6 separate regions of the Mus musculus genome follow, and regions 1, 2, 3, 4 and 6 are each linked to region 5. Evidence: chromatin contacts called from public Hi-C and promoter capture Hi-C data. All regions are on one chromosome and are shown on one strand. The core of a region is the stretch at or near the end of the contact, and the rest is flanking DNA. Distances in the headings are between cores, read along the strand shown.

What was found. Promoter capture Hi-C pulls out the DNA fragments that hold promoters and counts their contacts. A called contact is a pair of places that touch in the nucleus more often than the background predicts.
Region 1: a promoter capture Hi-C map of second pharyngeal arch cranial neural crest shows a contact between it and region 5. The contact joins the promoter of Srsf7 here to the promoter of Prkd3 in region 5. A contact is called at or near these places in 13 of 39 promoter capture datasets (the 3T3-L1 cell line, the HPC-7 cell line, HPC-7-derived erythroid cells and 8 more), 2 of 484 Hi-C or Micro-C datasets (B cells and pre-B cells), 3 of 115 datasets of contacts at active chromatin or transcription factors (astrocytes, pro-B cells and stem cell-derived neural progenitor cells) and 1 of 9 other capture datasets (adipose tissue).
Region 2: a promoter capture Hi-C map of 3T3-L1-derived adipocytes shows a contact between it and region 5, with 3 times the contacts expected there. The contact joins the promoter of Morn2 here to the promoter of Prkd3 in region 5. A contact is called at or near these places in 5 of 39 promoter capture datasets (the 3T3-L1 cell line, 3T3-L1-derived adipocytes, hippocampal neurons and 2 more).
Region 3: a contact with region 5 is called in a promoter capture Hi-C map of liver, with 2.2 times the contacts expected there. The contact joins the promoter of Hnrnpll here to the promoter of Prkd3 in region 5. A contact is called at or near these places in 7 of 39 promoter capture datasets (the 3T3-L1 cell line, the C10 cell line, the HPC-7 cell line and 3 more) and 3 of 115 datasets of contacts at active chromatin or transcription factors (astrocytes, bone marrow-derived macrophages and embryonic forebrain).
Region 4: a contact with region 5 is called in a promoter capture Hi-C map of second pharyngeal arch cranial neural crest. The contact joins the promoter of Galm here to the promoter of Prkd3 in region 5. A contact is called at or near these places in 6 of 39 promoter capture datasets (HPC-7-derived erythroid cells, the SN4741 cell line, cranial neural crest and 3 more), 1 of 115 datasets of contacts at active chromatin or transcription factors (pancreatic cancer cells) and 1 of 9 other capture datasets (liver).
Region 6: a Hi-C map of muscle stem cells shows a contact between it and region 5, with 7 times the contacts expected there. The contact joins the promoter of Sos1 here to the promoter of Prkd3 in region 5. A contact is called at or near these places in 2 of 39 promoter capture datasets (liver and pre-B cells), 1 of 484 Hi-C or Micro-C datasets (muscle stem cells) and 1 of 115 datasets of contacts at active chromatin or transcription factors (astrocytes).

Annotation. Positions count from the first base shown.
Region 1 is chr17:80,204,193-80,208,579 of GRCm38.p6, forward strand. Srsf7 (serine and arginine-rich splicing factor 7) reads right to left here and starts at 3,113. Exons shown (of 8, transcript NM_146083.2): 1 at 2,983-3,113; 2 at 1,656-1,836; 3 at 1,070-1,246; 4 at 121-195; 5 at 1-40. The coding sequence starts at 3,010. It also overlaps a transcript of Gemin6 not described here.
Region 2 is chr17:80,287,157-80,291,549 of GRCm38.p6, forward strand. It overlaps Morn2 (MORN repeat containing 2), which reads left to right and starts at 3,056. Exons shown (of 5, transcript NM_194269.2): 1 at 3,056-3,181. Dhx57 (DEAH (Asp-Glu-Ala-Asp/His) box polypeptide 57) reads right to left here and starts at 3,320. Exons shown (of 24, transcript NM_001163759.1): 1 at 2,900-3,320.
Region 3 is chr17:80,060,785-80,064,938 of GRCm38.p6, forward strand. Hnrnpll (heterogeneous nuclear ribonucleoprotein L-like) reads right to left here and starts at 1,484. Exons shown (of 13, transcript NM_144802.4): 1 at 873-1,484. The coding sequence starts at 1,208. It overlaps 4933407O12Rik, which reads left to right and starts at 1,438. Exons shown (of 2, transcript XM_006525248.3): 1 at 1,438-1,788; 2 at 1,889-2,678. The coding sequence starts at 1,456. The coding sequence ends at 2,014.
Region 4 is chr17:80,124,671-80,129,023 of GRCm38.p6, forward strand. Galm (galactose mutarotase) reads left to right here and starts at 2,801. Exons shown (of 7, transcript NM_176963.4): 1 at 2,801-3,235. The coding sequence starts at 3,046.
Region 5 is chr17:79,019,412-79,023,290 of GRCm38.p6, forward strand. It overlaps Prkd3 (protein kinase D3), which reads right to left and starts at 1,405. Exons shown (of 19, transcript NM_001171004.1): 1 at 1,274-1,405.
Region 6 is chr17:80,477,811-80,481,850 of GRCm38.p6, forward strand. It overlaps Sos1 (SOS Ras/Rac guanine nucleotide exchange factor 1), which reads right to left and starts at 2,643. Exons shown (of 22, transcript NM_009231.2): 1 at 2,027-2,643. The coding sequence starts at 2,113.

The DNA of each region.
Region 1 (4,387 bases), core at 1,863-4,362, 1.2 Mb after region 5:
AGACACAGACCTTGATCGGCGAGGAGATGCTGATCTTGACCTAAAATTTAAAGAAGTTCTTAAGCCCATCTGTCTTACTTTTTCCCACTTGTTAAAATTTGAATTTTACAAATTTCTCACCTCCGTCCTCGGCTCCTGCTGCGGGAGCGAGAGTATCGCCTTCCCCTGGATCGGGAATGGGATCTAGATCGTGACCTATTTTTTAAGTTAGAAAAATACAACATATTAGACGATAACTCAGTTTTAGTGTTTGTGTACCTCTGCTGAAATCAAATCTCAAGACTATTTAAAATTTAGTATCTCATTTGGAAAAACTCTGGGCCTATTAAATTTTTTTTTTTTACTAACCTAAAAAAAGATTTGTTAAAAGCTGAATTACAACTTAGAATTACAAAATATAAAACGCCATAATGTGTATTTAAAATAAACCTTGCAAGTTTGCAGGTCGACCCTCTTTGGCCCATGGTCTAGTAGTAGGTCTAGTAGATCTAGATGATCTAGAAGTATCTATAGCCGATCGCTGCATCTAGATGTTTTCTTCAATCTAACGACGATCAAACTGACAGCCAAAAGAGCCAGATGAGGCTTGATTGACGCAAGAAGATTTTTCTAGTTGGGAATGTGGTCAATCTGGTGTTCCTCTTTCTAAAGCGGAGGGGGCCCCAATTGTAAGCCAAATTTACTGTTACGGCGATCACCGACTCAAATTTTCTGCCCTTTAAAGAATAAGGTGAAGCTAGGTGTAGATGACTCGAGGGGATCTGGCCTCTTATGCTGATCACCTCAAGGTCTAGGAGGATCTTAATTGTCGGATTTGCAAGGCGCCTCAGCATGATATCATAAGGCTCGTGACATTCTGAATCAAGGCGACTGACTCAAACGAAGAAACCTGAAAGGTTTTGACCAGGTTGATTATTAATATAGTAACATTTTTAATTAAACAAAAATTGTAAAATACACCTGTACAATTAACATTCAAGTTTATAGAAAAACACTAGTTTCTGCCTTGCTAATAAAAGAATTACTTTGATTAACTAGAATACCAACCATTCCTTCATTAATTAAATACCTGCTTCTTCTTCGTCGGCTATAGCGATGACAGTCATAAGCATAATGTCCCTTTTCACCACACTCATAGCATCTATCATTAGGATCAAAGGGACGACGGGCAGGTGGCCTATCAAAACGAGATCTCCGAGGCATGCCTGTTGATAGTTCAACCCTCACTCGAGAACCACAAATCACTCTACAAAACATAAGAAAATGCTAATGTTAGAATACACATGTGACTTCTAGATTTAAAAATATCAACTGCTATGTATATAAAGAAAATATCTAATAAAAATTAATTTATTAAAAAAATGTCAACTGCTCATTCTCTCTACACGGTTAGTCTTTTGTTTACAAAACCCCGCCAATTCCACCTTTAGTCCTAAATCTTAAGTTATCCAGTGCCTGAAGGGTAAGGCATGTGAGAGGCTGACAGAATGAGGGCTCCAACCACCACCGGAGCTATATGGTGAGTTCCAGGTCAACATAGGCCAGAGACACTATCAAAAATAAGGTCCACCCCCAGAGAGTCTATGATTAGCACCGAGATTACTTATCCAGCCCGAGGGAATATTTTAAAGAAATTTGAAAAACAACCCACTTACTTCCCATCCAATCCTCGAACTGCATCCTCTGCATCTCTAGGGTCTTCAAATTCCACAAAGGCGAATCCTGGAGGATTTCTGGCAATCCACACAGTTCTTAAGGGCCCATAGTAACTGAATGCCCTTTCTAACTCTCCTTTACCAGCACCAGTTCCCAGGTTACCAACATATACCTTGGTTTCTGTTTAAAAAATGTAAACAGAACAAATGTTATTCAACGTGTGATAGGGAATTCATTTCTTTAAAACAGACCATCCTTAAAGAGCTGTGCAACGTACACGTTTTGTTTTGGAGACTCTGAGCCAGCTAAGTGATCTACTCGGAGCCACCCTACAACTATGTTAGCTATACATCGCTCAAACGACTCTCAGGCCTCAACCTCCCTGAGGCAGCTAGTGCACCACCAGGTCTGGCTCCCTTTATTTAGAGGTCTTCACCAAGTACTAAATCTTACAGCGTGAAAGACTGGAAAGCCAGACCTGCGACCAAGTTCTGGCGCTCTTATAGGAAGGAAACCCTGGGAGACTGCAGCGGGAGCATGGTAGACTTGAGGCGTGCGGGGTGGAGGTGGGGCCCGGCTCGGGCCCGCCCCGCCCCCCGAGTCCCCGCAGCCTCGGGCACAACAGCGCGCGGGCTCCGGCGGCCCGGCCTGCGGAGAGGTCTACAGCGAGGATCAGGGCCGAGCCAGTTCCCGGCTTCCACAGCAGGCGCAGGCTCACCCGAGTCCCCGCCCCAGAGCCAGAAGCCACGCTCGAAACGGCGAAGGAAAAAAAAAGAGAGAGAAAAAAAGCCGTCGCCGCTTGCAGCGGTCTTCCCCTCGCGCTACTCCTCATGCCGACCAATTGTTGGACGACGCGCAGCTCGCAGCTGCCGGTTTCGTTCCGTCTCCAGCCCAACCCGAATCTTAACGCCCATCATCACTCCCCGGCTCCAGTGGCGGGAAAGCGCTGAGGAAATGCGCCACCACGGTCATCAATGTGCTCAAAATGGCAGCCGCCGCCGCCGCCGAGGGCGGGGGGTGGGGTGGTGGAGGCGGGCGGCAGCGCGGAGAAATGGCCAACGCCACCACGGCGACCCCGCCAGGCTTCGGCCTGTCCAGGAGAGACCAAAAGGCGCCAAGCGCCCGGGCCCTAAGCGGCACACATGCCCTCCAGTCCCGCTCGCCCTCCTCCTCCCCGCCCCCGCGGCCTCGGGCTTCGTACAGCGTGCGCAGGAGCCGCCATTACGCACGCGGAATAACCGTCTCTAACCGCCGCGCCGCCCCTGCGGCCCCGCTCTGCTCGGTCGGCGGGCAGCACCGTCCTCCCCTGGGGCCCTGGCCGCTTACCTCCTCCATACCGCCCGTAGCGTGACATGATGGCCGGCCCGTGTACTCGGCTCTAGCTTGGAATGCTCACAGCGCGAGTAGCACGGAAGCGGCTGCGCAACCTCCTCTGCCTGCAATCCCGGCGGCACTACAAGGAAGAGGCCGGAGTCGCGCTTATATAGGCGGCGGGCGGGGATTCTTTTTTTCTGCGCATGCGTTGTGTCAACGTTCTGCGCGGCACAAAGAAGCTGGGCGGAAACAGCCTAGAGGCGGGGCGGAGGGAACTTAGAGCGAGACTCTGCGAGCGGAGCGGAGGGATACGTTTCCATGGGAACGCCGGGATCTTGCCCATAAACCTGTGGCCTTCCGGCGGTCTCCTGCTCCCTCCCCTCCCCTTCCCCTTTCCTGAACCCTGTGGGTCCTCCTAACCTCTCCCAACCCTTTTACCTCTTCATTTTAATCTAGGAACTGACAGCGACCGTAACCTAAGTACAGGTACACTAGACCGTTCTGTGAAAGTCCGTAAAATTTAACCGCTGCTGTCCCGGTCGCCACCTTTGGGGTACCTGGCCTAGTCTGTGTTCAGTGATCTTTAAGGCTCAACAGAGGTAATTAAACTAAGACCAGTGTGAAAATAACCCTTACTCCACAGTTATGTCTAATGGTTATTGCATCACGGGCCTCAAAAGGGATGACTTCCCCCGGGGAGTCTGCATAATACCTCTCCTTTTTGCACTGAGTCACTAATTTGTTAGTTTGATCTGAGTACTTGGGGGTTTGCTGAAACAAAGGGATAGGGTTGTGGAGAAGGGGTTCTGGCAATGTTAAAGTTGTGGCAAAACTGTAAAAGTTTGCAAGCATACTGAGCCGAGACAATTCTTGCATCTGAAGCACAAATTTATTTTTCCCTTCTAGTGCTTTGGATTTTTTAAAAGTTGTGTGTGAATTTTTACTTAAAACCTTACAGCTCAGCCACTCAATACGTATCAGTCTCCCTGAGTTGCTTAAAATCTGCCTTTGAATTCTGCATTTGCCAAAATTCAACTCTAAAAAGAGAGCTAAGTTCTTTTTTTTTTAAGATTTATTTATTTATTATATGTGAGTACACTGTAGCTGACTTCAGACACTCCAGAAGAGGGAGTCAGATCTCATTACCGGTGGTTGTGAGCCACCATATGGTTGCAGGGATTTGAACTCATCATTTGAACTCAGGGATGACCTTAGGAAGAGCAGTCAGTGTTCTTACCCACTGAGCCATCTCACCAGCCCAAGTTCTTTTTATCAACCAGCAAAAAACAAACAAACCAAAAAAAACAAAAAACAAAAAACAAAAAACATTACATCGTAACTACTTGGAATACTCAAGGGTTGGAAATTTTACACATAAAAGAGGAAGTTCCTAGGTACGTGTATTTCATCTCCGTTT
Region 2 (4,393 bases), core at 1,806-4,305, 1.3 Mb after region 5:
ACACAATATGTACTCACTGATAAGTGGATATTAGCCCCAAACCTAGGATTCCCAAGATATAAGATACAATTTGCTAAACACATGAAACTCAAGAAGAATGAAGACTGAAGTGTGGACACTATGCCCCTCCTTAGAATTGGGAACAAAACACCCATGGAAGGAGTTACAGAGACAAAGTTTGGAGCTGAGATGAAAGGATGGACCATGTAGAGACTGCCATATCCAGAGATCCATCCCGTAATCAGCATCCAAACGCTGACGCCATTGCATACACCAGCAAGATTTTATCGAAAGGACCCAGATGTAGCTGTCTCTTGTGAGACTATGCCGGGGCCTAGCAAACACAGAAGTGGATGCTCACAGTCAGCTAATGGATGGATCACAGGGCTCCCAATGGAGGAGCTAGAGAAAGAACCCAAGGAGCTAAAGGGATCTGCAACCCTATAGGTGGAACAACATTATGAACTAACCAGTACCCCGGAGCTCTTGACTCTAGCTGCATATGTATCAAAAGATGGCCTAGTCGGCCATCACTGGAAAGAGAGGCCCATTGGACACGCAAACTTTATATGCCCCAGTACAGGGGAATGCCAGGGCCAAAAAGGGGAAGTGGGTGGGTAGGGGAGTGGGGGTGGGTGGGTATGGGGGAATTTTGGTATAGCATTGGAAATGTAAATGAGCTAAATACCTAATAAAAAATGGAAAAAAAAAGATAAAAAGGTTCTAACAAAAAAAATTATTTAAGAGAACAAGGCTATTACAGAGTAGTTGCTGAATGCCTCACTCAATAACCTATGAGTGGATATATGAATAGGTGGAGAAAGTGAGCCATGAAATACTTGTGAAGAGAACATCCAAGCAGCAGCAATGACAGATGCGAAGGTTTCAAGCTCGGAACATCAATTAGCGCCCTGGGCCAGGTGCTGGGATGAGGCCAGAGTGCACAGAAGGAAATAATAGTTTCAGTTGGGCAACTATTACAGTCGTTCAGGTTAGAGAAAAGAAATGCAGTGTCTTAAAAATGGTGGGGAGGAAGACATAGGGTGTTTACATCGAAACTCCATTGGCTGTGGCTATGAGGGGCAGGAGGAAGTGCCTGTGTCAGGGAGACTTTGAGATAGAATGCTAGCTCCTCAGAAGTTTTACTGTTGGTTTGTGTAAACAGAGCAGAACATTTATACTAAATAGGCTACTCTGGCTTTGGTGGAATGCCGTGTGTGTGTGTGTGTGTGTGTGTGTGTGTGTGTGTGTGTTTAAGTAAAGCTTTCAACAAATGTTTTGGTAACTGATTCTTCTTTGCTGTGGTACCTGACTTCAGTATTAGCTGCATTGTGAGTGGTAGATAAAGGTGGTGGTTTGAGATTTGAATCCAAGACTGGTTAGTTTTTATACGAATGGCAGATTCCCTGGTGGGTGGGTCATTAGCTAGAATCAGGAAAGACAGTTTCTCCTAGGTGAGTGGGACCCCCCCTCCCCACAAGTGGCCAAACACCATAGAGAAACCAAACAAAAACACAAATAATGTCCTCTTTCAATTTAAAGTGTAAAACTTGCCAAGCAGTGGTGGCAGACACCTTTAGAGGCAGGTGGATCTGTGAGTTGGAAGCCAGCCTGGTCCACAGAGTGAGTTCCAAGCCAGCCAGGGCTACACAGAGAAACTGTCTTAGAAAACAAAAACAAACTAACAAACAACACCCCTCAATTATTTTAACTACTCTCTAACCCTAGATCCCCACTAGGCAAGACATCCTGAGCCCCAACCACGAGCTCTCCAAAGGACAGCAGTATATACATACACTCACAAAACCATAATGACATGAAATGATTAACATGTGACTGAAGGAATGGCACAAACTGAATTTTCAATAATCGCATTCTCCCACCCCCCTCCCCCCACCTTTATGTCTTTCCAGACAGGGTTTCTCTGTGTAAATAGCACTGGCTGCCCTGGAACTCGCTTTGTAGACCAGGTTGGCTTCAAACTTACAGAGATCCATCTGCCTCTGTTTCCAAAGGCGTGCACTACCACGCCCAGCTGCATATCGGGTTTTTGTCTTTTTGTTTTTTTTACGTAGGAAGAAAGGAAAACATCAAACATCTTACCACCCAAACCACCCAGCTGGGGTCAATTCATACATTGAGAAATGGCTGAGGAAAAAAAAAAGGCAAGAAGATTCTGTACTGACTTAAAACAAGTTGCCTCACACCAACCCAGAAAAGGTTACATTTTCAACTTGAGCTGTAATTTTCACGCAAAAATCTGAACCAAGATTTACCGATTATAGCGGCATCCGATATCACATTCCCCAGACGTTTTCTGTAGAATACAAATTAGGTTATCTAGTCCGCAGGGAGGAATCCCACTATCTATGTAGCCTGCTAAGATTTCATCTTTCTTTACCATAGACACTGGATCCAAGTTTGGCTCTAAAAGGATCCTTTGTTTCACACCCAAGTTTGGCTCCCACGTACAGCATCGTCAAGCTGAGGTGATGAAAACTGAACCCACACCGCTTGCCTCCCAGGCAAACCTCTGACCACTATACATTCCCCCAGCTCCATTCAGATACCTAGTCATGCAAGGTTCCTTTCTTCAACATCCATCTTCTCCAACCCTTTCCCCAAACAGCCCCTCGGGTCGCCACCGAGCCACAGACAGGAAATGGGGCTGGCGCCCCTCCTTTTCAACCTTGCTCGGAGCCGTGGGTGTGGACGACCTCGACTGCAGATCCCGGGGTTCCCCAGGATTCTGCAGGTCCAGGTTCACTGCCCCTGGGCTGACAGGCAGGACCATAGGGGCTGCATGGTCCTCGGATGTGATCACTAGAGAGGGGAGGCGGCAGGCGGGCCTGGCAACCCCGAACCCGCGCGGCCCCGCACATGCCACGTCAGGCCGTACCTGGCTCGTAGCGTTGCTGGCTGCGGAGCTCAGGAGGCGGCACCCAGGGTCGGGGTCCGGGCTGGGTTCAGCTTCCCTCTTGGACCTCACCCGCAGCAGCCGCCCCGCCCAGGTGTCTTCTGATTGGCTTCTTGCACTTTTGCTTCCGGGTGAGAGGTCGCCCGGTCGCCCCAGCAACCGAGGCCCGCTCTGTCCTAGAGCCCAGCTCCCTCCAGCCTGCCGAGCTGGCGAGCCTAGGGGAATCGCAGAGTCGCGAAAGCCTGTCCTTCACGTCTCCATCAAGTGAGTGCGCTTCCTCTCGGGAGCTGATGGACCCGGAGCCAGCCGCAGCATCCACTCTGGGGTGGAGGGGCACCGACAGCCCGGCGTCGGGGGATCCGGAGATACAGCGTGGGCCCCCGAGTCTGTGGGTTCGCTGTGCCTATCACTCCGGATTTGTTTCCTTTACGGTGCCAGATCAATGGCAGAGGTTCCTGCTAACTCACATAATCCAGAAATTTGAATGTGGAAACGTCACCCCCTTATTTAGAGAATATTAGTTTCTGTAATCGAACTCACACAGATAAGGTTTTACCTATGTAATACAGTGAAGTAAGCCTGTACAAATGGAAAAGAAATTAGCTTGATGTTTCTAGACTAATATGGCTGCTGATTTTGGTACAATGACAACTCAACATGGTTGAAAACACAAGTACAGTTTTCAAAAATTAAACGTGTGTTTAATATATATACATATTTAATATATTATATAATATATATTAACATATAATATATTAATATTATTTTAAATATAGGTATATGTTTATATGTGTATATATTTATATATGTGTATATATTTTTATATATGTATATATATCTATGTATATGTATAAAGAGCAATAATAGTATGTTATGCATCAGTAATAACAACAGCTTTTTCAGGTCCTGTAGTCATCTGAACAAAATTGTAGACGTCTAGCCTCGCCTTAAAAACAAACAAACAGAAAAACACCACCAAACAACTAGAAACAGCACAGGTCTGTGACCATTAGGGTACCAGCACAATATATATATGTATATAAGTATACACATATACATACATGTGTGTGTATTGTACATATATAATTATATGTATATTATATATATGTATGTATATTATAGACATATAATTAGCTTTTAAATCATCTGTAAAGAAGACATCCTGAGTAATATTGGAACCATCTTTGATAAAGCTACCAATTCATATCATGCAGCAGGTAGGAGATATTTTACACTCACATGATACAGTGCTGCCCCCACATTTGTAACACTAGAGGGCGAAAAAGGCATTTGAGACTTCTTTTTACTTTTTTCAGCAGAGGGCCAAATGCTGGTGTGACATAGCTCTGTAAAAGAAGTGCACTCTTTTAGATAGGAATTCCTTTCAGTAGTGTTCAAAGTATTACACTCTCACGAAACAACAAACAAACAAACAAAACCAAAAAAAAAAAAACCCTGAAAACCAAAAAGGGGAAA
Region 3 (4,154 bases), core at 234-2,733, 1.0 Mb after region 5:
CAAGACCGTTTAAAGGCCCCCAAAAGAGTCAAAACCGTTCGGATTGGTTTGTTTCCTTAAAGTCTCCATGGAACTGAAGTTGTGGGTTGCGCTGTCCACATTCCTCCAGCCTCCAGCTAAACGTTTCTGATAAAGGAGGACTCGAGGAATGTGTGACTGAATTCCCACAGCTCTGCATTCATTTCCTTCTGTGGGGGACAAACTTGAAGTACATTATGAATGAAGAACTCTCGTCATCTGAACGCCTTTTATTTGACAGCAGGGACAGACACACACACACACACTTAGATCACCGGCCCACTCATTTCTGTAACAAGAAAACTTATCTTGGCCATTGCCTGGCCTGAATGAACCCCATGCCCACAAAGCCTTTTCTATAGAAAGATATTAAACTAGCGAGGGCTAAACTACGGGGAGAGCACGAGGGCGCAATTTGTCATTGCATCGCGGTTCCCACGGAGACGAGGCCACGAGAGCCTTCCCGTTATGGTTGCCCAGCGTGAGGATGATGCGGGTCGGGGAGGCCGGGTCCCCAGCACAGCCTCGGAGCCGGAGTTGCTCAACTAACAAAGAGCGGATCCCGCCGAGGGCGCGCGGCGCAGCCTCCCGGAGCGGAAGCGACACCCGCCCGCCCCCGCCGCCCCCACCCCGCTACCCTCCCCAAGTTCAGGGCCCGGACTCCGGGAGGCCCGGCACCCCAAGCCCACCCAAAGCCGGCATTCGGGATTCGGGGATCGTGGGCAATAAAGGAAAGAATCAGTCCGAGTCGCCAGCTACGCGCTCGGCGTGCACGCAGCGGCAAAGGCGGCCAGGCCGAACCCCCGCCGCCGGGCCCTGCTGGAGGGACGCGGCGCGGCGCCGCGCTTTGTTACCGTGGACAGGGGCATGCTCCGAGGGCCACCGCCGCTGCCACCTTCGTCGCCGCCGCTCCCTCCCTCATCGCCGTCGCCTTCGTCGCCTTCTTCTCCACCTTCGCCTTCCTCGCCGTCGCCGCCGCCGCCGCTGCCTCCGTCTCCGTCGCCTCCGTCGCCGCCGCCGCTGTCGCTATCGCTCCCCGCCTGAGGCGTCGCTTCCTGGCGATTCTCGCTCTCCTCGGCCGAGTAGACGATCTCTCCCTCCTCGGTCTTGAGGCGCTTGGCCTGGCTCTCGAACTCCCGGTCCTCCTCGTACGTCTCCTCCTTGGGGGAGGAGGAGGAGGAGGAGGACATGGCGGCGGCGGTGGAGACGGCGCGGGAGACGGGCCTCAGATGTCGCTGATCGGTCCCCGCCGCGGGCTGCGCCTCCTCGGCGCGGGTCTGAGCTGGCCCGGCGTCCTCCGCGGCGCGCTCCAGGAGCCCGTGACTGAGAAGGGAGCGCGGGCTGAGGGGACGCTTCCCTTTATCTCTCAGCCAGCCTCCAGCCTCTCCCTCCGCCAGCTTCGCGGCTCCCAGCCCCGGGGGGGACGCGAAAGTAAGGATGGGGCCGGGCCGTGGCTTCCGGTCTTCCCTCCTCCCTGATCCGCTCCCCGCCGCTCAGGCGGAGCCTCCACCCCGCCTTGACTGCCGCCGGGCGGGATGGGATCCAGGGCCCGAGAGTTTCCGCCCCCTTGCCGAACTTCCGCCTCCTATTGGAAGAGCGAAAGTCGATCTGGCTTCCAATTGGCTGGAAGAACTGCTCGTCAGAATCCCAGCCTGGACTCTCGCTGGGCTCCGGTCGGGACCGTGCAACGCCCGCTGCGCGCGGTTCCGCAGCGGTTGCAGCCCCGTGGCGGTTAGCGCTGTTAGGCCCTGGCCGCCGCTGAGATACCGGGTGAATGTGAGGAGCCGGCGATGCGTTCGGCAGAGTCGGGGCTGTGGGTGTTAACCGCCTTCCCGCTAATTTGAATGCTTTTCTTCTTCATTTTAAAAAGATGAGGGAGACCTGGAGAATCTTTAAAAAGATGAGGGAAACCTGGAGAATCTCCGCGCACCTAACCACACACAGCCCCCGAAAGCGCGTGGACTCTGCGCCACTAACTAAACAGAACAACCGTTAGCTGTTACTGACTGTGGCGAGCCAGCGAGATGATGCACACAGGTCTGCGCAGGGCATAGGTGACCTGCAAACCGGACCTATTGCTGCAGACATACCTATCCAAGTCCCTGCTGCAGTTACATATTCTCAACCTTCCTCTAAAACCCCTATTCTCACTGTTCTGAATGATCGTCTTCATTTTCCAAAATAGGAAACTCTCACAATCCTGTTCGTTTCCAGCCCACAACTCACTTCCTCTGTGAAGCCTAAAGACTGTTTTAAGGTTTTTAGCTGTTTCTATTTGCAAAAGGCCTTTGAATAACTAAAGGTGTTGTTTTAAAACAAAACAAAACTGGACGTGCTTAAGGGCAGGTACTGTGTTCATTTTTATAATCTAGTTCCAGTACAGTTCACCCCAACCCAATCCACCCCCGAATGGATTTCAGTGACCAACTTACTGGGTTGAAATTATGGTGTCTAGCTAGCAAGAAACCCACCGCGCCCTAAGTGCCCTGTTACTTTAAGCCTTGGAAAACTAAGATTCGTTCTGCGCACTTGTTTTGAACCTCTTCCTTTCCCAGTTGTGGGTTGTTCCCTCCTCTAGCCTGTTTTTTTTCCCCCAAAGGCATTTCTTCCCCCAGAAAGATGTGTGATCGTTCTTTTAACATATGTTGCTTTCTCCTTTATACTTTGCGTCGCTTGTCATTTTAGAATCCTAAGGAATCTAAGCGTTTCTGCAAACTGTACCACTGTGTGTGAGAGAGAGAGAGAGGCCGCTTGCAGAACTGAAAATTAGAAATATGTCTTTAAAATTAAGATAAGACTGACGTGTACCGAAGAAATATCAAAGAAGGAATTGCAGAGCTGGGGACAGATAAGGAAACGTCCTGAGCGAGAGCAACTGCATCCGCAGTCAGAAAAACACTGCACCAGTTTTGCCCAAAAGTTTTTGTCTGAGTCAGATGCTCCATACAAATTGACAGTGCAAAAGTTTCTGTGCAAGAAAGTTCAGGTACAAAAGTTTTAAAAGCTAAGATCTAAAAGGCGTAGGTTTAGGGCTGGAGAGGTGGCTCAGCAGAGGCGGTGCAGCCCTCAGGGAAGCATAGGAGCTTCCCGGTGCTCTTCCTAGGGATCCGATGCTCTCCCTTCTGACACCTTCATAGTCACCATGTCACTGAGCAGTGTTCTGCAGGGACTGTCAAGATGGCCGCACCTGTCAAAATGGTGGCATCAGTTAAAACAAAGTGGGTGGGGGGAAAAAGCACCAATCACTGAGCAGGAAAACCAGCCAATCCCTGAACTCCCTAAGATCAAGACTTGAAATCCTACCAATCCTGACTCTGGAAGTCTCCACCCTCCTAAGAAATCCTCTATGTGCCTGCCTTTTGTCCAATCCCCGGCTGTCCTCTCCCCAGGAGCAAAGAGGGCAGCCACCTCTGGACTCCTCTCTCCTCCCCCTGGATTCGACCTTCCAATAAATGTCTTTTATGAGATGTGCTTCCTGCTATGACTCTTTCATCGGAAGAGGGCAAGAAACAAGAGAACAAGGGAAGGATGCAAAGAAGCAGAGTGTGGCTGGCTGGGACTCCTGAGCCCCTCAGGTCAGCACGGGAGATGCTTCTCTAAGAGCTGCACTGCCTCTGCTGACTTCCTCTCAGCTGTGTGGTTCCTGAGCTCCTGTTTCTAGGGATGCCCTTTCACTGGGCTGCCTTCTCCCCTCAGAGCTGTGTGGTTCCTGGTCTATCTGAGCAGGAAGGCCAACACACCACGCATCCATGTTGTACACAGACATACATCCAGGCAAAACACAGATAAAATAAATGAATACATCTAAAAAATAAGTTTAAAAGCCTAGTTATCTTTAGCCTTTCTGTCCTTATTTATGTATGTATGTGAATATGTAGGTATTTATTTTGTAGGAGCCTTAACTGGCCTGTAACTTTGTAGTTCAGTCCCTGCCTCCCTAGTCCTGGGATTAAAGCAAGCAGTACTAGTCCTCTCTTTGCCCATTTTATAGTAGTTTCAGTATCAAAGACCAGGAAAGAAGGATAAATTAATTATAGCTTGTTTGCCAGAGAAATTTTCTTCTGGTGAAGTGTATAGTTCCCAACATATTTTTATTTCAAATCGTGGAGAGCTGGAAATGAAGCCACTGGCATGTG
Region 4 (4,353 bases), core at 1,551-4,050, 1.1 Mb after region 5:
GATCCTTGATTTGTTGAAGAATGATATCCCAACTCAAATAGTACATAAACACAATATATAATAGTGTTTGTTAGGCCGGGCGTGGTGGCGCACGCCTTTAATCCCAGCACTCGGGAGGCAGAGGCAGGCGGATTTCTGAGTTCGAGGACAGCCAGGGCTATACAGAGAAACCCTGTCTCGAAAAAGAACCAAAAAAAAAAAAAATAGTGTTTGTTAAATAACACTAGTGTTATATATAATAGTATATAAAACACAAAGTGTTTTATTCTGCAGAAGTTAAGTCCAGTGTGCTGGGGGCTCCCATTACCAAGATAGAGTGTTGTGGGATGCCCTGGTACTATTTGTATTCTAATGTTAACTCTGCTTCCTCAAGAGGGGCTGCCCCTAAGAGGAGGAGATCATATACTCAGGTAATTTCATGTGAACATTCTCCCTGTTTTAACTAGTCAAGTAAAGGCTACAGCCTGTGATTGGTCCCTGGAAGGGAAAGGTGGGGCTAGAGGTTTTAGAGAGTTGGAGAAGAGCAGGGATGAGGGAGGAAGAAGACAGAGCAAGAGGATGTGGAAGGAAGATGGAGCAGAACCACATGGCACAGAGAAGCCACAAGTGGCAAGGGAATCTCAGCTGGGGAATAGAGTAGTGTAGTGGTAATCTGCCCAATTTAGGCATGCAGCTTATACATTTTGTAACTGAGTTATGTTTTTGCTTGGGCTTATTGGGGTTGGAGATTTACCACAATAGAGACACCGTGAAGTGAGCTTGCAGGCTTGAGCTATTGCACCTTAGAGGAATTCCAGGGGAAGTGACCTCTATCTTAATCTGTTGAGTCCATCTCTCGGGACATTCCAGAACCATTAATGGGGCACGGGGTCTGGAAACTGCTGCTGACCCATTTTCCTTGCCTCGGGCCATGTGGCTTGGGCAGCTTCTGATAGCTCGGCAGTTTCTAACTAGCTGTCTGAAGCCTGGTTTTTGTTTGTTTGTTTGGTTGGTTGGTTGGTTGGTTTGGTTTGGTTTTCTGGTAACTGACTTGCTTGGGCTTGCCTGGACTTTCCCAGCTCTTAGGCATAGTCCTGAACTGCCAATCTGAAGCCTGTCATGGAATCAGCCCAGCCTTCTTAATTTATTTGTAAACTAGTTGGGGATGAGTTTGAATTGGTTGTATTACACACCTCTGCTCTGGTTGAGAAAGAAGCTAAGTAACTCTTCTTACAAAAATATCACCACAGTCTGTACTATTTAACTTAACCCCCAGGATTTATCCAAAAAGCAAAATTAAATAGCTGGTAGTATTTAACAATGGTTCATTCCTCCATTGCTGCTTTGATGTTGACCTCCTTGCAGACAGTGATCATGAACACTGCTGTCGATTAAGGCTCTGCATGTAGAATAATGATGTGAGGTTAAGAAAATGGACTGTTTGGTTAAAAAAGGAGCAAGGTTTGCAGCTCACACAAGGTAGTCTTGTTTACCATTCTAAATACTTCAAAGCCACAGGGAAAGAAAATCAAGACCCGTACCCTGTACATCTTAGGGAAATATGGTACACTTCATGCGCCAAGTTAAGCAATAGGAACGTCTCTGGTTACACTTGGTGCTAGCCACCCAAGGTGTCTTTCTTCCCTTGGCAGCATGAGCTTGGCAGAACACTGAGAACTGGAGGCTGAGAAATAAAAACTGTGGTCTTCCCACTCACAGAAGAGGGTTCTCAGGCATCGTTGCTAGCACAGTGTTGTTGAAAGGGCCTGTGTATAAGTCAGGCACACACGGTAAGTGGGCTGAGGAGACTTGCAGAGTCTGTAAGAGTGTGTGATGAGCAGTGTACAAGAGTGCCTTTGGGTTATTGTGTGAGGGGACGCACAGTCTGTAATTTGACTTGTTTGGGTCTTTTTGATATTAGATATTGTACTTTAATAAAGCCTGCTGCAAGCTCTTTTTCTTTCCTATCAGAGTTTCCCGAATTTCGAGAGGGATAATTGAGGCTTTGTAGCATGAATGCTTAAGATTCCTTCATATTTCACAGTCAGAAACGAGTGAGACAGTTGTTTATTGGCATTTGATTACAGGAACATGAGCTCAGTTCTCCTGTTTTTCTAACCACAGATGCGTTTCCACCCTCACCGTGTCTAAATCAAGACCAGAAATACAGATAGACTGAGTTATACACGTCTTTAGGCTCCCAGACCTCTTCTTCCTAGAGCCAGAATCCATCTAGAGCTGTAGATTAAGCAATGAAAGACTGAGGTATTTTAATCTCATGATCTTACTGAGGATCCTAATAACACTTTCCTAATCCTAGGCCAACAAAGGAGAAACGTCAGACTTAGCCATCAAACCTTCAGTTTCTTTAAATCTAGTCCCAGATAATCCACACCAGAATGGCCCAAGAGATGATGAAAAGTAGGTAAAGGAGCGGGCCTCCAAGCCTGCCCACCAGATGTGTTTCTTCAGAGCCCATTAGGGACAAGAGAGAACCTTTTCAGAAAGGAGGAAAGGAGAGAAAGAGAGAGAGAGAGAGAGAGAGAGAGAGAGAGAGAGAGAGAGAGAGAGGAGAGAGAGAGAGAGAGAGAGAGAGAGAGAGAGAGAGAGAGAGAGAGAGAGAGAGAGAGAGAGAGAGAGAGAGAGAGAGAGAGAAGAGGAGAGGAGAGAGAGAGACTTTTTTTGACCCCCTAAAGATGCCTTACGCGCGCGCACCTGCGCAAAATAAAGTTGGTTCGTTTTAAACTACATGCCCCAAGATGCAATTGCAATTTTCTTAAAGACTACTATTCCCGACATGCACTGCAGTCAGGGTTAGAGAAGGAAAAGACCAGCAAACTCAACTGGAAAGTTTGCTTCTCAGTTACCTCGGATAAAGGAAAAATTTTAAAAAGGCATCGGAGCATTTTCCCCGACCCCAGGAGTGGTCAACTGTTTAAATCCAGGCAATAAAGGGGAGGAGTTAGTCTGAGTTCCTCCCCTTCTCCCGGGAACTTTATCTTTCCAAACGTGATCCAGGCTAGAGTTTGAACAGCAAGGAGAAGCTGCACACCCTGAACTTTCCCAATGGTTTCGGTGACCAGAACCGTGTTTGGAGAGCTGCCCTCGGGGGGAGGGACAGTGGAGAAATTCCAGCTTCGGTCAGACCAGCTGAGTGTGGACATCATCTCATGGGGCTGCACGATCACTGCTCTGCAGGTCAAAGACAGGCAGGGGAAAGCCTCAGACGTGGTGCTTGGCTTTGCGGAATTGGAAGGTGGGTCGCGTCCTGCCCAGGACTGCTAAACGGTTTGGCCTGTCAAACAGGCCCGCACACACTCCTGATCCTGTGTACACTGGGTTCTTCCAGTCACTCACGGGACCTGACTGAGGTCCCCAAGCTTGGAGCAGTCTTACTTGGAAGCGCGTGAACGGGCTCATGTAAGCCACTTAACAGGATTTTGAGGTTGGAAAAAAAAACCGGATCTAATCCAAATAGCTGTAGGACTTGGCCCCCCTTAGTCAGACTTTGTCACTGTTCACGAGGAAGTCAGCTGAGAAAGACCAACTCCCTGGAATGAGCTTAGAACTGTGGGGCACAGGGCGGTTTGCATGTATTCCTCGCTTGTGGTTTTCTGAGGAATGAAAATCAAAGACGGACGGGCGCCTGCTACTATCTCCCTTCTTTCTCTTGTCAAATCTTCTCTGAGGGCTCCTTGAGCAGAAATGCTTTAGAATTTAGGACTGATGTAAACCCATCAGATTGCTTGGCTGTTGTGGTCAATGTAGGTAGGGCACAATGTCCTTCATCTGCTCAGAAACATGTTCTCAATGAAAGGGGTAGAAATAAGGCCTCCTAAGACGTGGACATAGTCATCAGGATCAGCTGCGCAATTCGCAGCATGTCTTTTTGTTTTTGTTTGTCTGTTTTGTTTGTGTTTGTGGGGTTTTTTTGTTTTGTTTTGTTTTGTTTTGTTTTAAATGGACAGGGCCTCGTTCTGCCTAAGCTGTCCTGGAGCAAGAGCCAGCCGTTTCATCTTGATCCACGCATAGGTTTTATCTTAATTTATGCATTTACAGCTCTGTTAATGCAGTGGACTCAACAAGATAGACAAAGGTCATTTTCAACTTGCAGTTTACGGAGGGGGGGGGAGGGCGGGGCGCGGAGCTCAGACTTTAGCTCAATAGTTACATAATTAAATCATTGGATTGCGGTTTGATTTGCAGCAGGAGAAAAAATTATATCTTGCCATTCCTTAGCATTGCACGTAACCAGACAGAAAACAAACCCTGAAGTAAAATGGGCAAATGGAAAGAGAATGAATTCGCTCTGCTCAGTAATGGGTGTAAACAAACTTTGTACCACAAAAGGGGATTTGAGGTTTTCCTTGTGGT
Region 5 (3,879 bases), core at 155-2,654:
CCCATATTCTCAGGCCCATGACATTTATAAACCTATCCTATGAAGCAAAACCTATTGTAACGGTTCCCGTGAGACGTTTTAAAAATAATATATTTGCAAAAACTTGAAACAACTTTCTGGCTAAACTGCTGTTTTATCCCACCCCAGATTATAACTGGGAGAGGAAATGTTCTTCTAGAGCAAATGTTACTCAGAACTGAGTCTGGCAACTTCAGGGATGCTTTCTTGAAGCAAATCCGTAGGCTTGTCTACCCGCCTGGCATTAAAAGTTTAAACTCCAGCTGAACAAAATCAAAACTGCTAAAACTGCAACATCAGGTACAGAGTAAAAGTAACTTTTTAGTGTAATAACGTTTTTCTAGGACATGGATGAAAGTATCTCAAACTGTTGCTTCATTTGTGCCTACAGGTTTTAAAGGCCCTGTCCTACAAAGTAGTACTTCATGTTGAAACTTATCCTCTTTAATCAAAGATGACACCGATAGTCATATTTCCTGTGGGGACGGGCGTGGTTGAAGGGACAGTTACATCCATGCCATCAATCTGTGTACGGAAAAGTCTGCAGGTCGCCTGTAGCCTGATTTATATTCGTGCTTGCTGACAGCACGGCCTATACTTCTGATTTCGACGATGTGAACTAAAATACCCGACACGCAATCAAGTAATGTCGTGTGTGCTCATTATTATTATTATTATTATTACTATTTTATTGCTCCACACTCGCGGATGTTTCAACTCAGGGCGAAGCTCCCCCAGGGAATGAGAACGACTTGGAGCGAGGCTGCAACAGGCAAGCCTAAAGGCAGTCAGGAAACTGGGGTCACTATCCTCCAAACCCCGGATACTCGCCCCTTCCAGCCCCAGGACCAGGAAAAGTGCAGCAAAGAACCGGGAAGGCTCACTGCACCGTGCCGCCGGCGGCAGGATTAGTTGGCGGGGCTCGGGAGAAAGCGGGTCCCCGAGGGCCAGGGCGCGGTGGGTCACCAGCAGCAGCCGCGCGACTCCAACTTGGCCTCGGCGCGGACCGCGGAACTTGGCCGCGCCGGCGCCCCCGGCCGCCCGCGGAGCACCGCCCCGACTTCCCGCCCAGCCGCGGCCGCCGCCCAGCCCCGCGCGGGTCCGAGTCCCGCCGCCGTCGCCGCGGCCGCCGCATGCGGTGGGGGAGGGGCCGCGCCACCTCAGCCCGACGGGTCGGGAGAACAAAGCGGCAGCGGCGGCGGCGGCGCGAACTTTTTTCGGTGTCTGCTCCGCGCTCCCTCCAGCGACTACTTACAGAGGCGGGCTCGGCTGTTCTGGAGAAAGTCGGCGCGCGCCAGCGTCCGCGTCCCGGAGCAGGAGCCAGCGAGGCTTCACGCGCCTCGCACGAACCCGCCCGCCCGCGCCCCTTCCTCCTGCCCTCCCTCCCGTCCCGTCTCGAGGCCGGAGGGCGGGGGGCCGGGGCGCGCGGGCGGGGGCGCGCGGCCCGCGCGGGGCCTGCCGGGAGCTGTAGTTCCCCGCCGCGCGCGGTTGGTGGGTCTGGCTCCGAGGGGGCGCGCGGAGGCTCTGCAAACCCGCAGAGGTCCCCACCGGGCGCTCGGAGCGCGGGCTTGAGCGCGACTGGAAGGACGCGCTGTACTCGAACCTCTCACTTTGCTGTCCCCCTAGGCGGGCGCTGGCAGTCGGTGACAAGAGGTGACCACCTGAACGCAGCGTCCAGAGTGGAGGACCCTCCTTTCCAAAGTTGTCCCTTTCGGCGTTCCCGGGGGCAGCTGTCACCCAACACCCAGAGCTACACAGACACAGTCCTTCACCGGCGCCACAGCAAAACTTGGAGACGCCGCTTGCACGTGCCTGTGTTTCCTCTTGTGCACCTTAACACTGGTGCGTTGCCCTCTCTACCAAAAGAGCGGTCGACAGTCATGGAACCTCAGAGAGAAGAAGCCCTGTGTGTTAAATTATAAATAGTTGATGAAAGAGAAACATCTGCGCGGTACAGTCACTGACACAAAAACTAGATAGTTCTTCCACGTCGACGTTTTATATCTTCAAAGTAAAATATATTGTCATAAAGGCCACTCGTCTGGATGCAGAAAGCGGGGTGGGGGGCAGCTTTTGAGAACATAGGGGAGAATTAATCTGGGTACAGAATCTGTAATATTAATGGATAGTCCTGGATTTGAAATAAGTGAGACCTCTCCCTGCCCCCCCAGGGATAGAAATGGGAGACCGAACCCACTCACAAGGTCACTGAAGAGCTAAAGCACTGACCATACTACTAGCTGCAGCCTCGTCTCCTAGGGAGTGAGGCTTTTAAAACAAAACTGTGTATAATCTTTTTCTACAGGGAGCGTTAAGGGGTGGGAGGACATTTCGGACATTTCTCTGGAATCGGAAACTGCCAACATCCACTAAAATCTAAATCTGATTACATCTTTGTTCTTAAAGTCTTACCCAGACACCACTCACACTAATGCAGGCAACCCTAACTAAACAAAAAAGGTGTCAAAGGAAAGGGCCCAGTTCAGAAGGGGCTCAATTGAGTAGGGTATGGGTTGTGAATATGATCAAAATGGTGGTGGTGGAGGGCAGGGAGCGAGGGAGGGAGGAGAGGGAGAGAGACAGAGACTCTTTAAATATATTTTGTGATTCTTTTACTTTAAGATTAAAAGCAGATTCATTCCAGTGTACCCTCTTCTTAAGCGTTCCCTTGCCTAACTGCTCTCTTCTTTCTTTCTTTCTTTCTTTCTTTCTTTCTTTCTTTCTTTCTTTCTTTCTTTCTTTCTTTCTTTCTTTCTTTCTTTCTTTCTTTCTTTCTTTCTTTCTTTCTTTCTTTCTTTCTCTCTTTCTCTCTTTCTCTCTTTCTCTCTTTCTCTCTTTCTCTCTTTCTCTCTTTCTTTCTTTCTTTCTCTCTTTCTCTCTTCTTCACAATAGATGTTTTGGCCCAGCCAGGAATATCTTCTCTCAGCAAGACTCGCAGGATCTCATCAGAGCAATTTGCATTCAGTTTGAACCAACTCTAGACTTCCATTTTCTGCTGTGGCCCTTAAGAAACAGTTACTTTTCATAGGTGTAACTTTCTCAAAGAACTAAACTGCTGCTCTACAGAGATTTAAGTGTTTATGCGAAATACATACTTTACACATAAATATTTCATTGAGCTGAATTCTCACTGTTTCGCTTTTGAATTCCTTTCTCTAGTTAAATCTTTCAACAGGTCGTTTGAGGCTACTGTCTTCTCACCTGAAATCTTGCCTTTCCTGAACATAAGCCACAATTTTCCTGCATGTTCTCTTCTGTCCTAAGGGATGAACATTGGTTTTCTTAAGGAGTGTTCATTATCCCTAAGAGAACTACAGTCTGAATGTTCAATGAATGTTCAAGACTTCTCGGGTTGTTTTTTTTTTTTTTTTTTTTGGTTTGGTTTTGTTTTTAATGGAAACAGGAGTTTGTATCTTCTCCTTCACTGGCTTTGGTTGTAAATCTTCCTGTCCTCACGTTTAATGTCCCCTCTTGTCCTTAATGAGATAATCATTTACATGTGTGAACCTAATACAAGCAAAGAGGGTCGGTGTGGTTATGAGTTGAGAGAGCAGAGCTTCCTGATTTAGAATCCTAAATGCAGAAAACCACCACTTGCTGAGGACTTGCTAGAGGAAGTAGCCATTATTTTAAAACTTCAGCTGGGTTTGATTTATTGTACATGGCTACTGGAAACTCATTTTGTTTGGGTCTTTTTTTTTTCCATGACCCTGGAACACAGCTGAAAATTTATATAGCATTCAAGCATCAACACAGAGTTAATAAAATGATCATGGGGGGGGGTGCTGTAGGCTCTTTATTGGTAGACACACTAGTTACAGTCTTTTAGCACCCCACCTGGTTCCATTACAGTTATCCTAG
Region 6 (4,040 bases), core at 1,393-3,892, 1.5 Mb after region 5:
CTTGGGTGTCTTAAGAGCATTGCAGGTGGAAATGTAAATGAGGGAAAGAACCTCACACATTAGGGAGACTCTGTAAACTCCCTCTTCATATCACTTCTACAGGGAGGTCTCTGCTTCAAATGGAAAACCAACCAACCATGAAGCGATAGAACACAAGCAACACTGATGAACTGGAGACAAAACCCTTTCCAAAGAAAGCAGTCACTCAAAACTCTAGCAGTTGATGGTGAAAATGTATGGCCAGTCCATCTATAATTCAAAACAAACAAACCTCAGAGTTTATGTGATAGTTCTCATTTTAAGAAACTGGTGACTGCCGGGAGGTTGGTGGCGCACGCCTTTAATCCCAGCACTTGGGAGGCAGAGGCAGGCGTATTTCAGAGTTCGAGGCCAGCCTGGCCTACAGAGTGAGTTCCAGGACAGCCAGGGCTATGCAGAGAAACCCTGTCTCGAAAAAAAGAAACTGGTGACTAATTACATACATTGAAAAACAAAACAAAATCCACAATGCCAGCCACACAAAATAGATTTCAGCAAGGACCACCCAAGTGGCAAGTTAGAGTAGTCTGCCAACTTCTACAATGCTCTGTCTACCATTCTAAAGGAGCCTCGAGTGTTATTTTGGAGGTTTCCTTAGAATAGGAGCTATTGCTTTTAAGCCATATACCTCAAACTGGTTCTATGAGAGCTTTTGTACATATAAATCAATTTTTTGTCTTCATCCTGTCCTGTCAAAATACCAAACTTCTAGCATCATGAGGCATTCTTCTCCAATTCTCCAAGCTAAGCAGGCAATTGTGCAGGTAAAGCCAATGTAGAAATGGACTGAAGTCTCATGGAGTCATTAAGGATGCACAACAAGGTGGTCTCTTTGATTTTCTTAGAAAACATACAGAGGTTTGTAAGTAGGGAGACACTTGAGGATAAAGCGCAGGAACCTAAGTCTGAAAGATAAAAGCAAAGTCTTCCAACAAAGCCAACAGTTTCCACATAACATACCAAGAGGGGAAGGGGAGAACAGGGCAGACGAGAAACTGAAAGGTACTGGCCTCTGGGAGTATGAAATACCTTTCAAGACTTTCTGGTAAAATAGAAAGGCTCTGCATAATGGCACAGTAAACGCCAGGTACTCAGTAGTAACAAAACTGCATTTTAGCAAAGATAGCACGAAAATCATCTGAGCAACAAGAAATGGGAGATTAAATTGTAAAACAATTTCTACAGGTAAGGCAAATGAAAACAAAAACCAATCTGGTTGTTTTAAAATCCATTCAAGCACACCTGTTTCAGATGTCTTAGTACAGTATTTACTATGTCACTAAGTGTTGCTGTAGAAGCTGTTAAAATGTAGCAACATTCACGAATAACTTTAACCACTGGCAAACAAAAATCCAAAATGCCTAACCAAAGGACAGACAGTTGCTTTAGAAGCTTTTAAAATGTAGCAACATTTCCAAATAAAAAGATGCAAAACACCAAACCAAATGACGTTCAAAGATTCTCAGACACTTCAAAAGAACCAATCTGAATACAGTGGCATGTGCATCACCGCTGTAATGGGGGAGGGGGTCAAGAAAACGGGGAGTTATGACTGAGGACGAGCACAGCCGAGCAGGCCATGTTCTTGCTGGCAGGCAACCTCGCAATTACTTAGGCAAGCACTGTGGCCAAGGCACTTTCGAGCCAGTGAGAGTACCGGACTCCTAAAACGAGAGGTTGACCGCAGTTCGGAAGATCGAGAAGGTAGGCAATGGCCTTCGTTGACCTCCACGGAAAACCGAGGCTCCTCCAACCCCCGCCTCCGCGCTTGGATGATCCAGACCAACCCTCCCCGACTGTGTGCGGCCTTCCCACGCACCCCGGGCGAGTGTCAACAGCTGGAGCAGCGGACGCGGGGAACCTCGCAGCCCGAGCAGACCTCCCCGAGATCCGAGACCGGGAAGAAAGACGACAGTGGCGCCCCGCCTCCCCACCCTCGCCCAGCCCCGCGCGGACTGCGGCCGGGAAGCGGGTTCCGCGCCCCTACCTTTTTCAGCGCAGGCACCAGCAGCCCCCGCCACTTGGGCGCGTTCTCCTCGCTGAAAAACTCGTAAGGCAGCTGCTGCGCCTGCATGGTGCCCGCGGGGCGCCTCGGGGCGGGCGGAGGGGCGGCGGCTCGCGGCGCGGAGAAGGGCCACAGCCCGTGCACGGCCCGGCCCCCTCGGGGCGCCGCGCGGCCCGGCTAGCGCTGGCGAGGAGTCTGGGGGGCGAGGCCCGCGGCCGGACACCCACCCGACACGCGCGCCGCTCGCCGAGAGCCAACGCAACCCGGCGGCGGCGGCGGCGGCATCCCGCACCACCGCCCCGGGGCAGGCCCCCCGCTCCGCCCCGGGCCGCCCTCCGCCGGGGCTGCGCTCCCCGGCACGGCCTGGCCCGCCGAGAGACGGCGCGTGGATGGACGCTCCGGCCGGTGGCGCCCGCTCGCCAGCGGGGAACTCAAGCGAGAGGCCCAGAACGGGACGAAGCGGGAGCAGGGGTCGGTGGGGAACGGGGAGGGCCCGAGGTCGCTGCCGGGGAATCCGGCCGCTTGGCCGTCGCCGCCGCTGCTGCTACCGCTGCCGCTGCCGCCGCCGGTGTAGCGCCGGAGCTTCCTACTAGCAAACTGAACCTGCTCGCAACTGAGCATGCGCCGCTGGCCCGGGCCGGTTCGCTCCGGGTTTTCCGGCTGCCCGCGGATGAGGAGGGGTGCGCGCCAGAGGCTGGGGAGGGCACTCGCAGAGGCGGGGCTGAAGGACCCTGAAGGCGAACCCGCGACCCGAGAACCTGGGTGTGGGGGCCTGCGAGCAGGCGAAGCGCCCCTTTTGTGTGGTCCCACAGCCCGGGAGCCCATCCAGCTCTAGGAGATCCTAGGCCCTGTGTTTCAGAAAAGGGGTGTGTGTACTTTGTTCCCAGCACGAAGATAAGGAGTGCCCCGAGCATGCACTGTATACTAAACAGATTGCACAAAAGATAGATCCCTCTCACAAAAACAAAACAAAACAAAACAAAAAAAAAAAAAAAACAAAAGGCCCGACTGCTCAGTGTTTGTCTAGTGGGAGGAGAGATTGCCTGTTTCCATCTGCCTTTCCATGCCATGAGGACGTAACGCATACGTGTAGTATTTATTGATCATGTGTCTATTCAAACCCACAAGCTTTTATTTATGGATTTAGTCCATCCTGCTTGGGATCTTTCATAGCTTCAACTGGATAATTAGCTTCTGGAAGGGAGGGATTTCCCCCCAGCCCTCACCTCGCCTTGGTACAGGACCCAGGATAGAGATATGAAAATCACAGAATGCTATAAAAGCAGTATCTATGAATTGTCCGTCCATCCTAAGGATGGACTTGCTTCCTGTAGTGGCACTGTGCAACGCTGTGGCACATGTGCTCTATCATTGAACGCTTTCTTAGTAAAACGTCTTAGTTTTCAGTTTTCATTTCATAGATGAGAAGACAGTTGGAAGAACCATGCTGTTTTGTAGTACAATAAACAAGATCTCACAGATGAAAAATGTTTGAAACCACCATCTTTTAGACTACCTCTTAGGATCTGAATGAAATCTACAAGCCTTTCCTTTTATAATACATGTACAGATTTGCATCTTAAAAAAAAAGAAGTCCCCCTCATTTTGAACGTGTTCAGTAATAGTTTGAAGTCCATCCATTAACCATCAGAGTAGTAAGACAACAGCAGACCTGCTGGTGGGAGGGCTCAGCCAGGAAAGAGCAGGTGCAGCCAAGACTGGGAACCCAAGTTCTGTCTTAGATACCCAAACGCTGGGAGCAGAAAAACTGACTCCCAGAAGTTCGTCTGATCTCTACACATGGCCAATGGCAGGTGCACCACACACAAGATAAATATAATTTTTTAAAGAGAAAGGCAGAGGAATTATAGCTTAGGAAGGACTTAGAAAAGGAATTTCAGAGAACAACTGATATATCAGTTATTTTCAACAACTGGTTTGTGTGGTCTTAAGTGACTGAACCAAATCAACTATTATAGAAAACTATTCCTTGGCT